2 separate regions of the Pelodiscus sinensis genome follow, and region 1 is linked to region 2. The links are chromatin contacts, called in public Hi-C maps. All regions are on one chromosome and are shown on one strand. The core of a region is the stretch at or near the end of the contact, and the rest is flanking DNA. Distances in the headings are between cores, read along the strand shown. Region 1 holds the start of TCEANC (transcription elongation factor A N-terminal and central domain containing). Region 2 holds the start of GEMIN8 (gem nuclear organelle associated protein 8).

What was found. A called contact is a pair of places that touch in the nucleus more often than the background predicts.
Region 1: a Hi-C map of blood shows a contact between it and region 2, with 5 times the contacts expected there. The contact joins the promoter of TCEANC here to the promoter of GEMIN8 in region 2. A contact is called at or near these places in 2 of 5 Hi-C or Micro-C datasets (blood and an unstated tissue).

What each region holds. Positions count from the first base shown.
Region 1 is chr1:213,199,549-213,205,980 of ASM4963464v1, reverse strand. It overlaps TCEANC (transcription elongation factor A N-terminal and central domain containing), which reads left to right and starts at 5,010. Exons shown (of 5, transcript XM_075914701.1): 1 at 5,010-5,276.
Region 2 is chr1:212,854,645-212,861,299 of ASM4963464v1, reverse strand. It overlaps GEMIN8 (gem nuclear organelle associated protein 8), which reads right to left and starts at 2,312. Exons shown (of 4, transcript XM_075914529.1): 1 at 2,201-2,312.

The DNA.
Region 1 (6,432 bases), core at 3,761-6,260, 340 kb before region 2:
GAACAGTTCTCTGAAAACATCCACTCAGTGTGCCATGGCAGTCAAAAAAGCCAATAGAATGTTAGGAATCATTAAATAATAATAAGACAGAGAACATCTTATTGCCTCTGTATAAAACTATGGTACCCCACATCTTGAATACTGTGTACAGATGTGGTTGCCTCATCTCAAAAAAGATATATTGGTATTGGAAAAGGTTCAGAGAAGGGCAACAAAATTATTAGAGATTTGGAACAGGTCCCATATGAAGAGAGATTTAAAAGACTGAGTGGGACTTTTCAGTTTAGAAAAGAGGAGATTAAGGAGGGATATGATAGAGGTCTATAAAATCATGATTGCGTGGAAAAAGTGAATAAGGAAAAGTTATTTACTTGTTCCCATAATATATGAAGGATGGGTAGGAATGGTCCCTAGCCTCTGTCTAAAAATGGATGACAGGAGAGGGATCACATGATGATTACCTGTTGTGTTCATTCTCTCTGGGACATCTGGCATTGGACACCATAGCAGAAAGGATACTGGGCTAGATGAATCTTTGGCCTGACCCAGTATGGCCATTCTTATGTCTAATTCAACTATAAGATCTTTGGGGTAGGATTTGTCTTTTACTTTGAGTTTGTACAATGCCAGGTACAACTGGGCTTCAGCCTTACTTGGGGTTTCCAGGTGCTAATATAAAACATATTAAAACAGAAAAATGCTAACCAACATACAGCAGGTTAAGCACTGTTGTATATATTGGTTTGCAAATAAAAGAGTTACAAAAATACTAGGGGGCTGCACCCCCTGCTCGCTATGCTCACCAACTCCCCTCTCTTGGGGTAGGTGTCTGGCCAGGGCGAAGGCGGCAGGAGCAGGCTGGGGGCAGGGGGTCTTGCAAGCGGGAAAGGAGCAGAAGCGGGCTAAGAGTAGGTGTCTGGCCAGGGAGGAGGGTGCAAGAGCAGGGGGGAGTGTAGGAGCAAGAAGGTCTCTGGCCAGGGGAGAGGAGCGGGCTGGGGGCAAAGGGTCTCAGCAGAAGGTATGAGGAGACTGGGAGCGGGTCGGGCTCGGATGGCAGAGGGGATCTGGTGTGGCCCGGGGTGGGTCAGGCTCAGATGGCGGAGGGGACCCTGCATGGCCCGGGGGGGTTGGGCTTGTATGATGGAGGGGACTCAGCGCAGCCAGGAGAGTTGAAGGATCAGGCTTGGATGGCGGAGGGAACCTGGCATGAGGACTCATATGATGTCAGGACGTCACTCTGTCATCTCGCAGGACTTTTTTTTTACATATATAGAGAGAAAATATTGATTTAAAAACCATGGTCAACTAAGATTTTACAGTTACCAGCATATACTGTGGCAGCACAGCCATTTGAGATGTCATAACAGTATGATAAATCTTTAAATTCCAAAAGCACAGGCCCCTGCCACTTGAGCTGTTCTAATTTCATCTCATAAAGGACACTGATTCATTATGATGTCTTGGTAAACCATGTATTCTTATGCCAGCTTTTCAGTGCCCCAGAAACAGTATAAGAAGTGAAAAAGATATTTTATTACAGTAGACTTCCGATAATCCGGCACCCTTGGGACCCAGGTGGTGCCGGATTATCAGAAATGCCGGACTATCAGGAGGTACTCTGGCAGGGGCGGGTCTCGTCGGAGGGGAAGCGGGGGAGGGGGCGGGGGTGTGCCAAACCCTCCCTCCTGCTGCAGGGAGGCAGAGCCTGCGAGCGGTGGAAGAGGAGAGGCGGTGACAGGCAGGCAGCCATATTCAGGACGCATTAACTGCGTGTCGGCTGTGGATCCAGCCAGAGTGACTGTAACTGACCAGAACATCCTGAATGCGGCTGCTTTGGCACACCCTCGCCCCTTCCTCCTCCCCCTCCCCCTCTCCCACCGACCCCTACCTTCCCCTGCCCCCCCCCCCCCGGCAGTAGAGAGGAAAATTACATTAACTGTGTGTCGGCTGTGGATCCAGCCAGAGTGACTGTAACTGACCAGAACACCCTGAATTTGGCACAACCACGCCCCCTCCTTCTCCCCCTCTCCCACTGACCCCTACCTTCCCCCGCCCCCCCCCCTTCCCGGCAGTAGAGAGGAAAGTTACATTAACTGCGTGTCTGTAGCCAGACAGGAACCCCCCTTGTAACATCCATTTTTGCTTGCCTAGAGCATCCAGGGCACACAGAGCAGAAGGCCCAGGCTGTGTGACCGTGAATGGCTGTAAACAGAGATACACTAATTGCTGACCAAGAGGCTGCCAAGGAGTGTCCTTGACTTAACCCATATTGATACGAACACACATCCATCCACGGGGGGAGGAATCTCTCGCCCAGTAAAAAAAAAAGTCTAGTATTCACAGTTTAGTTATCTCTCTTGCAAGTGTAAATTAACTTGAAATTTGCTTGTAAGAACTGGTGCCACAAAACGGACCAGTAGAATTTGGCCTCTTAGATAAGAAAGAGGATACGGGCCCCCAGAGGTATATAGATGGGTCCAGCAGCATATTTTCTCTGAGTGTCAATCTACCATCTATCTGCTGGTCAGGTTTGGTGTTTGATCTCCCGAGGTTCCAGAGGGGACGCCCACCTCGTATTCATCTTTCCTAGGAATTGAGAGACCGGCCCTGACACGCTGGAGTCGAGAGGCACAGAAAGGGGTAAAAATTGTACCTGGATGTGGTCCTTTGTTTAAGTATATATATACATAGTGTTATAGCTCTTTAAAGATTAAGCTGTCACTTGGTACCATTATTTCTATTTTCTATCTTTACCTTTTTCCTGTGATCATTTTTAAGACCTATATATATATATATATTTGCTAGCATTTAAGAAATAGAGCAATAGCCATTGTAACCATATGCTTTTACAAGTCTTTTAATAAACCTGTAACTGTTTAAGTTTTTAACCTGACTCCTCCAGTTGCTGTAATAGAACCAAGCACAATTTAAAAGAACTTCAGCCGGTCATAAAGGGACAGACATGGGGAGAGCTTGGGCGTTTGGATCTGTGTCACTCCCAGGTGACAAGATCCGTTGGGGCACCTTTTCAGCCTTTCCTAGGCTGCCCGCTGCGAAGGAACCCGTGTTCTAGCAGCTGAAATCTAAGGTGAAATAAGCTCTTCCTATATAACGGGGCGTCTGTTGGCCTGCTGGCCACCCTCTGCGACGGGACCCCGGTCCTAGCAGTAAAGACACGGACGTTAAACCTTTTCTCGGAAACACACACACACACACACACACTGTTCTGACCGTCGGCTGACAGTGTTGGCTGTGGATCCAGCCGCAGTTAATCAATTACTCTAACAACTTGAAGCAGCTGCCGGAGCACTTCCGGGTTGCAGTTGGATGCCGGACCACCGGAGTTTTACTGTACATTGCCTTTAACCTAAAAAAACCCCATGTTTAATTTTTCAGAAAAATAAAATGTTATATCTCATAGCATGGTTCATCAGCCATAATGGAAAGGAAAGAGTAATTTTAAAAAAAATCAGAATTCAGGGTCCTGAAGTATCAGCAAGGAGCACCACTCACTGGACTTACACATAGCCAGAGAAAAAATGTGCAGTAAAGAATTAAATGGATTTTATAATTGCGATCTGAGAAAGTGCTTCAAGTATTATTGTATGTGCATTACAAATCAGTATTTGTCATTTACATGATCAGCTTGGATACTCTATGTAAAATAGTCAGAAAAACATGAAAGAATATCGCAAATACCAACAGTTTACATATTTTTGTGCTTATTTGTTGACTTACAAGAAATAGGTGAACTTTAAAATGAACACAATTAATTACATAAAAACTTATATTCAGCATGTAGCACAATACCAAGTCCTTCTCTCATATGGTCAAGTATATTTTTATAATGAACTTTTAAAATATTACTATTTAGAGTTGTTTATGCCAACTTAGATTTGCATTCCACCTGTTTAGTTTCAGGGTCACAGAAGCAGAGTTTTTTGTGTGTTTTTAAATCCTTCTGGTTACTTTAAACTGAAGGATCGTTTCTCCTCATTGCTCAATGCTTTGAATTTAATATTTATTTTTAACATTTTGACAGGAATTGCAAAAATGATGTAGCACCAAGTTGAGCGCTGGAATGTTTCTGATATTCTTGTCCTCCTCCACTAACTTTAGCTATGGCAATCATTTAAATTATTATTGCTTTTTTACACTATTACACTTCTATTGGTTATAGGTGCTAGGGCAGTAGGATTCTCTCATCTCTCCTAAATAAAAGACAGGACTATGCAGCACTTTAAAGACTAACAAGATGGTTTATTAGGTGATGAGCTTTCCCCTCAGATCAAATTGTGGAAGAAAATTGATCTGAGCAAGTGGGGCTGGCCCACGATAGCTCATCATCTAATAAACCATCTTGTTAGTCTTTAAAATGCTGCATAGTCCTGTCTTTTGTTTCAGCTACACCAGACTAACCCTGCTACATCTCTATTACTACTCTCCTAAATATATAGTGAGGGCGCCCCCTCCTGTTTCAATGTACCACTGAACACGAGACCATGGTTGATCTTTGCGTCAGCCTCTTTCTGCAACATAGCACAGTTATAAATATGCTAAGAAGCCACTTAGAAGTCACCCCGGTCCAGGAACAACCTCATGCCAAGACTTCAGTTGCGTTTAGGAAGCTCAGCAGACTCCATCATGACATGAATAGTGTACTTGAGCCAGGGGACAAGTGTGTTGGAAACAGTCTGAGTTGCAGTGTAGATGTGATCTAGAAACACGGGTCCACACACACATGCCCAGGACCAAGGTGATGCTGACAACGCCGCCCGTGGTTTGTTCTTTTCGGTAGATCAAAGGGCAGGCTCGCAGGGCGGACCCCTCCCTGCCTGTCTCGCCACGGCTGACAGGCTGCGCGCCGCGCCAGTCTCCCGCCCTCGGGGCAGGGGCGAGGGTGGTTTTGGGTCCATGTGGCAGCTGCCCTGCCGAGGCTGCGCTGCGCGCGGGGGGGGGGGGAGGCTCTTGCCACGTGCTGTGCCCAGCTGGCCAGGGATGAGCTCGCAGCGGGGCGCTCGCGCTCCCTCTGGGCCACCGTCCCCCTTCGCTGCGGCTGGGACGTTGCCTCTCCACAGAGCGGCGCTCTAGTCCCCGCGAGTCAGAGCAGCCCCCGAGGGCGGCAGCTCGGAAACCCCGGGGGCTGCCTCAGCCCCGCCTCCCGCGGAGCGCACTGAGCATGCGCAGTGCCGGCCGGGGCCCTACACGACAGCGGCAAGATGGCGGCGGCCGGCTCAGCGCGGGGGGAGCCCGGATGCTCTTGCCCTAGAGCGGAGGTAACGGTCGCCGCAGGAGTAGTGTGGGGCTGACGTACGTCGGGGGCCCGCGGGGAGAAGGGCACCGCGCGCAAGGGGGCGGGACACGCCGCAGCACCTTGGCCCGCGCCTGCGCTGTGGCTCCCGGGCGCCCCGCTGCGGGTGCGTTAGTGGCCGGACGCCTGGGGGGTGAAACCCCGCCACGTCCCCGTGTCCCCCCCCCCCCCCCGAGCATGGCGGGAGCCCTCAGGGACAGGGACAGTTTCAGAAAACAACAGCAAATGGCCCGGTAGCACTGGATAGACTCACAACGTGCAGAGGGGATCATGGGCTTCCCTGGGCACGGCCCCCTTCTTCAGCGGGGTTATGAGCAGGGGGTGTGAAAACTCGAAATAAATAGAAGGGGAAGGGAGGGAGGGAGGGGAGAGGAGGCAGCCGGGTGGGTGCGTGCCGGGAGCCAGCGTCTGAGCCGCCTCGCGCACGCCAGGCTCCTGCGTGTCACTGATGAGCCCAGGCTGGTGGGTTACCCATGCACGTGGTTACACTTCACCTCTAAGGTTGAACGTCTCTTAACTGGGACTCTCTGGTCCGGCAACATCCCTGGTGGTCACCAGGCTCCACCAGGCCAGGGATGTTGCCGGGCCAGAGAACCCTGCAGTGAGGCTAGAGCCCAGTAGCAGGGCTGCCCTGCGGCAGCAAAACCAACAGCCCAGCAGTAGGGCTGCCACCCAGTGACAATTCTGTGGGGAATAGGGAGGCCAGGAAGCAGCAAAGCTGGATCCCAGCAGCGAAACTGGCCAGCAAGATTGGGAAGCAGCGGGGGCCACCCAGCAGCACAACCTGAAGACCTGCAGTCCCACTACCACGTAGCAGTGCACCTGCCTAGCAGAACTAGAAGGCAGTGTGACTTGCATCGCTAAGCACATCATTTAACAGTTCCCAGTTAGTGTGTGAGCCTGGTAAAAAAAAATAAAAATTTGACATAACTTTCTTTCATCAGCTCCAAAATTTGAACTCTGGAGTCCCAACCTGGTTAAAAGCACAGTAATTGTGCTAATGCCACTCATGTTCTTTTCACATTACCTTTTATTGTAATAAAATGCTGACTAAAAAATTAGAGTAAACATTTATGTATTGATACGTATATTACTTTTAATCCTGAAGAATCCAAAAGCCC
Region 2 (6,655 bases), core at 1,063-3,562:
TTTTTTTTAATCTGTAGTAGTTAGCAATACGATAGTAGTAGCCCTTATTTTGGGCCTTTGTCCTATCTTGGGGCTGGCAGGTCAGTGGTAGGAAGTAGCATGCATATGAGAAGGAAGCTGGGAGTCTTTTAGATTCTAAGCTATTTGGAGCACGAGCAGTCTTCTGTGGTGTTTGCATACAGTGCCTGGCACTGAAGGGCATGGATCAGCATTTATGTCACACTGTCCATCCAGGAAGCTAATGATCCAACTGCTGGACCAAATATGGTCGTGAATCATGGTCCTGAGGCACATTTTGAATATGCTAAGAAGCAGTATATGAGGTCCAAACTCTGGTGGTGATCATTAGCTATTATCTGAACATAAATAATAACCTGTTTATATATTTTAGAAATTTGCGTCCGTTTGTCCGTGAGTCCATTTGCTCAAGAACCCTTCCTAAACGGTAAGAGCTAGGACTACCGATTTTGGCATGCTGCTGCTTCTTATCATAACTTAAGGCATGGTCAGGGTTTGGTTGCGCCAGGATGTCCCTGGAATTCAATTGTTTCTCATAAAATGGAAAGGGACAAGTATGGCAGGAAGAACAGTTATACTGTGGAATGACCACAGGGGGCAAATGTCCCATCCAGAAGCCACTGGTTGGCAGCACCCAACCCGCCCTGGGAAGCAGGTGCTAGCTGCTGTACACACACACCCTTGCCAAGCCTGGGAAGTGCCAGCAAGAAGCTTGCACGGCCTCCCCAGACCCAGCCAGACCGGCCATAGTGAAGCCAGCGGCCAGGGTGTGCACCCCACTCCTGCCCCTGGGTTGGTCAAAGTCAGCAGATGGGATGTGCAGCCACCTCCCCTCCCACCTGCAGCACAGTGAAGAAGCTGGCAGTCAGGGTGCATGGCCCCACCCCAGCCCTGGGTAATGCCAAGTTAGTCGTCTAACACATAATAAAAGTGTCCCCAATACCAAGCGACTTCTTAAAACACACCAAAAATTAATTTTAAAAAACACCCCCAGGGTTTGTGGTAACATATATCAGTAAGCCCCAATTTTGCAAAGATTTAAACAGGCGCTTAAACATTTTTTTAACTCCCGGCTTCACAAAGCCCTGGCTAGGATGATTTAGTTAGGTCTGGTCCAGGGGCTGGACTCGATGACCTCCTGAGGTCTCTTCCAGCCTAGGATTCTATGATTCTATGTAAGGTCCCCAATGAACTCTGCTTTTTAAGGTCTTTGTGGGATCTAAACTCAGTTCTGCAACCTTAGTACTGCAGAGCAAGTCTGCGCACTATATATATATATCAGGAGTGGGCAATAATTTTTGGCTTGGGGGCCACTACAAAATTTTTTGAAGCCAGGAAACTTCTGGGCTACCCCACCCACAGACCAATCAGGGCCTTGGGGTGGGGGAGCAGCCTAAAGCTTCCTTCTCCCTGCCTCCCGCCCTGGGAGCGTGTAGCACTTTGAAGTACAATGTGTTCCTTGCAGGGCGGGAGGAAGTTTTTTGTGCTCTCTCACCCCCAGGTCCCAATTGGCCTCGGGGTGGGGGAGCAGCAGGGCCTCTGCTGGCCGGATCAGCCTGCTTGGCAGGTGGGATCCAGCCCGCGGAGGCCCTTTTGCCCACCCCTGCCATATATGCTATTTTATTTTATATATACACACAACTGCTCTGCTCCTAGAGCGAAAATCAAGTTATCAGTAATGTGTATTACATCTACAGTTGATCGTTTCCACTGGAACCCATTTCTTCCGTCCCTATTGCACCAAGCCAGCTTTTTGCTGTTTGCACAGCAGGTGATACAGTAAGGCCCTGGTAGGGGGATCCTAAGTGCCCGGCTAACGCAGGGGTCACGGCCTGGGGGTGAGGGTGAGTTTGCTTTCTCACGCACCCCGAGCACCCCTTGCTGAGGCAGAGGGGCGGGGGGGGGGGGTTTCCTCCTCACTTCACACGGGGGCGGCTGGTCGCCCCACGCCAGCGATTCACCCCGATCACAGGCTGCTTTTTGGGGGGGGGCTCCCCTCCCCCCGGCCCAGTCACCAGCTGAGCGCCCAGGCGAGGGGGGGGGGCGGGTCTGTTCCCCTCCCGCGGCCCCCCACGGCGGCGGGGGGGGTCCCCGCTCCCCTGCGGCTCAGGCACGTGGGCGGGGAACAGTCGCTCCCCCCCCGCCGGATCCCGCCCCCACGCGGCGCGGGCCCGGCACGTACTGTGGCTCCACGAGCAGCGCCAGCGCCCGGGTCCGCTCGCTCCGCTTCCTGCCGGGCCGGGGGCGGGGCTCGCCGGCTGCGGCGCCTCCTGGGCTCGGGCACCATCTAGCGGCGCAGGGCAGCCCGCGCCCCCGCCCGCCCGCCGCGCCGGGTTGCCAACTTCCCGGACGGGACGCCAGGCGCTGCAATGGAGTCCGGGCGGGGAAGTTGGCAACCACAGCGGCTCGCCCTGAGCGGGGCCCGAGGGTGAATGAGTCAGTGACCGCCCCGGGCCTGGCCGCTAGCCGGGGAGCCGCCTCACTGCGCGGGCGCGGCCAGAAGCGGAGCCTGCAGCCGGGTGCGGAGCCTGGACCTCCCCTAGTCCGGCACACTCCGTGGTTTGGGACTCAGGTCCCCAGTGTGCCGGACAAGGGAGGCCCGACCTGTAAAAGTATCAAGAGCGCGATGATTATTGGATACACATTTTATTAAATAAGATCTCTGCCTGCATCTCTTTCTGCAAAATGTAAATGTGCATGACTTGCCATCCAGCTAGCCTCTAATGTGCCCTTAAAAGTGAACACAAATAGAGCCTTGTATCTTCTCCCCCCCCCCATTCTGTTGGGAGTAGTATAGTTGTGTGGTTTCAGGATACTGATGTGGTGTTATGCTGAGAGAAAGTGTGATGGGGGAAAAGATTCCTGCGTGCTTGTGCCTGATGCTTCATGCCTTCCCTTCCTGGAACTCAAATAGACATCCTGTTTGAAAGGGGCGTGTTATTAAGTCAGCCTGATTTCATTATGTAAGCAGGTTGCTTGGGTCTTCCATAATACAGCAATGCTTCATAAATAATCCCTTCTACTCTTTTGGATTTAATCCTTTTCAAATCCTGGGGTCACATGCTAATGCTAATATCCCTGTTCTTTCTTGCCTCTCTCCCTGGCCAATGGCTAAGAAGTACATAGATAGACAGACAAGGCTATTTCCTCCTGGTTGAGATAGGTTGCATCTTCCCCAGCAATTCCTTCAGGTCTCTGACCAGTTCCCTCTCACTTGGAATTGCCTGAATCCATTATCTATCCTGGACCTATGGATTACATCTTGATAACATGCTCTCCTGCATATGTCAGTGTTAGCACCCCATCGGAGGAGCCTGTGGCTGAAAGATGCAGACAGACTCTCTATTAAAGCAAAGGCACTCCAAGTTACAGACTACAGCTGAAATGTCACTACTGTATGTTTGTAGTGGTGAAAAAGCTATCACAGGATAAACTGCACAAAAGTATGCCATATGTAGTCATTTTGTTAAAGACATCACCATCAATCACATACTTAAAAGTAAAAGCTATCACCAAATTTGACACAGATTTTTTTACCCCAATATGTTTTATTTGCATTAATTGCAGCTCATATTCTATCTAAAATCATTAAAAATCACTAATTTTTAAAAACATGTTACTTGAGATCCTGAAGGTATGTAGATATTGTGGCAAAGCGAGTCCCTTTGTTGTTTGCTACTTTTCTCCTGTACGCCTATCCTGCATACTTACTCTCTGTGTGGAAATATTAAAAGATGAATGCCCTCTGGGACTTACATTTGATGTCACTCCATTAAATAAGCTGCTAAGGTATATTCTGTAAATGGTGAGATCAGCACCTTCTGCTTTTTCAGTGATCAATCTCTTTGCTGTCACTTTGCTTGATTACTTCTCAGCCAGTTGACTATCACGCTTCTTCAACCTAAAATACCGACTGTCTTCAGACCTGTGTGTGCCTTGAATGACCGTGGATTCTTATTCAGTTAAAACATAAACTTTTTCAGAATGAACTATTAACTGATTCTTAGGTCCTGTCAATTTGAAACACAAAGATAATCTAGGGCTAGGGTGTAACTGTCACAGGTTGCAGACTGTGGGTGACTGATTTGGACTAACCTCTGAACTAGGTTTTATTTTGTAAAAATAACCCTGGATAAGAGAGAACTGGAAGGGGAAAAATGGCGAGTGAATGTGGGGACTAATATTGTTAAAAAACCAAAATCTTCAGGCCATCTAGCTTTCTTCCCCCCTCCCCCTGTAGACATCTACCATGGAAAACAAAACAAAAAGAACTGTGAGCTAGCAAAAACCATAATGTGGCACTATTGTGTGAGGAACTGTGCAAAGATAGAATGGGAGAAGTTCCTGCCTAAAGAGCTTACAATCTAGACAAGACAGACAATGGAAGACGGAGAGGAGAAAGGGATTGAAGGAGCCGCATCCAGTGGAGCCACAGACGAGGAGCAACTGCCCGAGGAGCAGCAGCTGGACGAGTGGTGGCAGGACGAGTGGCAGCCCGCAGAGCAGCAGCCTGGGAGTGGCCCATAAAGAGATCGCCTCTGGGTAACAGGTGGCATAGTCCACGATGAACAAAATATATTTGTTTCCCACTGGTGCGCCGCTCCAGCTCCAGCTCCAGCTCCAGCTCCAGCTCCAGCAGGCCCACCAGGTCCAGGCCTATGCGCTTGAACAGCATCCTCACCACCAGTAGTGGTATCAGCGGTGCCCATGGGACCCAACCCAGGCTAGTCTTTTGGCATTCCGGGCACGAGGCACAATAGTCGCTGACCTCTCGGTGGATCCCCAGCCAGAAGAATCACTTTCTTCCCTGACCGCCACATCAGGGTCAGGGATGTGGACAAGCCTGTGTGTCTGGTGGGGGATGCAGCCGATCCCCTACAACCCTGGCTGATGAAGCCCTACACAGGACACCTCAACTCCTCCCGACAGGCCTTTAATGCCAAGCTCAGCAGGGCCCACATCATGGTGGAGGGGATATTAGGCTGGTAGAAGGCCTGTTTTAGATGCCTCCTTATTCGCCTGGATCTATCCGAGCGGAATATTCCACACGTGGTGGCAGTGTGTTGTGTGCTGCATAATTTGTGCAAGAGAAAGGGGAAGGCTTTCCTGCTGGACTGGATGGCAGAGGCTGACCACTTGGCTGGCCTGTACGCACAGTCCCACCCGGCTGCCAGCCAGGAGGCCCATCGGGGGGCTGCCCATATCCGGGAGGCCATGCAGGAGAGCTTCCACCCGGAGGAGGACTAAAGTCTTCCTGGTGTGCCCCACTGGAGGCTTGTGCCTCATTTCACCATCACATCCTTTCACTGACCCCTCCCTAACCCCCTTCCCATTAAATAAAGACACATTTGTTGACAAAAACAAACTCTGTTTATTGAACAAAACTGGGGTGAGGCGGCAATGAGGGCGGGAGAGTGGAGGGGGAAACCTGGGAGCAGGGAGCTGGAAGAGGGAGGTGAGGGGAGGAAAGGGGAGGAGAAGCTCAGGGTTGGGGGTCTTGCTGGCCCACCTATCTCCCAGCACTGCGGGTGTGGGGGCCTCGGCGTCCCTGGAGGAGAGCAGGTATGGAGGGTGGTGCGGGTGGGGAGGGGAGGAAAAGGCAGGAGGGGGAGCAGGAGTGGGAAGAGGAGCAATAGCTGGGGCAGCAGCAGGGGGTGGAGCGTCAGGAAGCAGCAATCTCTGCACCAGGGTCTGCAGGTGGTTGGAGGTGGCACGGCCCTGGGCAAGCAGCTCCCTCCAGCTCTCCCACCACAGCTGCAGGTCTTCATGCACCCAGTGGTCCAGGGTGTGGTGCTGGCCTCGCAGGATCCCCAGGTGCTGCCGCTGGTACTCCTCCTGGTTACGGGTCAGGCTGCTGGCCCGGGTGCAGGAGGCTGTCCTGGGTGGGGTGGTGCAGCTGCTGCGGCTGTGGAGAAACAAGAGAAGAAGGGCCGGAATAAGGGGGAGGCTAGCTGGGCAGCTGCCTGGGGTGCCAACTTATGGGGGCCGCCTGATTGAAGTGGTAAGGGGCACCGCGCGCCTGGGGGCGGGGCCACACATGCGCCCGCTGCCCAGGGTGCAAGTATGGCTCAGTCCGGCACTGAAGAGAAGTGGTCAGTTCTCCCTGGGTGGGTGAAGCCCAGCCCCCCTCTGTGTGGCGAGGACAGCAGGTCTCCGCACCATCAGAGCCAATGTGCTTGCACAGAGGCCATGTTAAGCATATCCTGCTATCCCCATGGGGGTGGGGTGGGGCTGCAAGATGTCCCCTGCCTCTGTGTGGAGGGAGGGCATCGTACAATGTCCTACCCTGGGGTCAGGAGCACGTCATGTGCCTTCATACATACACGCATGTGGGTAACAGGCCAAGGCCCCTGTGTGGCAGTCAGCCGGGGCCACGTACCCAGGGGTGGCACAGCACATGTACAGGCTGCTGCGTGATCCATGGTCTTCCTCTCCTCTCCCACCCCCGCCACATAAGGGGACAGTCTTAGCACTCACATGTCGTTGCCTTCCCAGCCTCGGATGACACCGGCGACAGGCTTGCTGGGACAGCTCCTGAGGCTCCTGGCTGTCATCCTCCTTTCTCCTCCTCAGTGTCATGGGCAGGGCCCTCTGCCCCAGGGTCAATGACCACCTGGGGGGCATGGACCATCCAGCC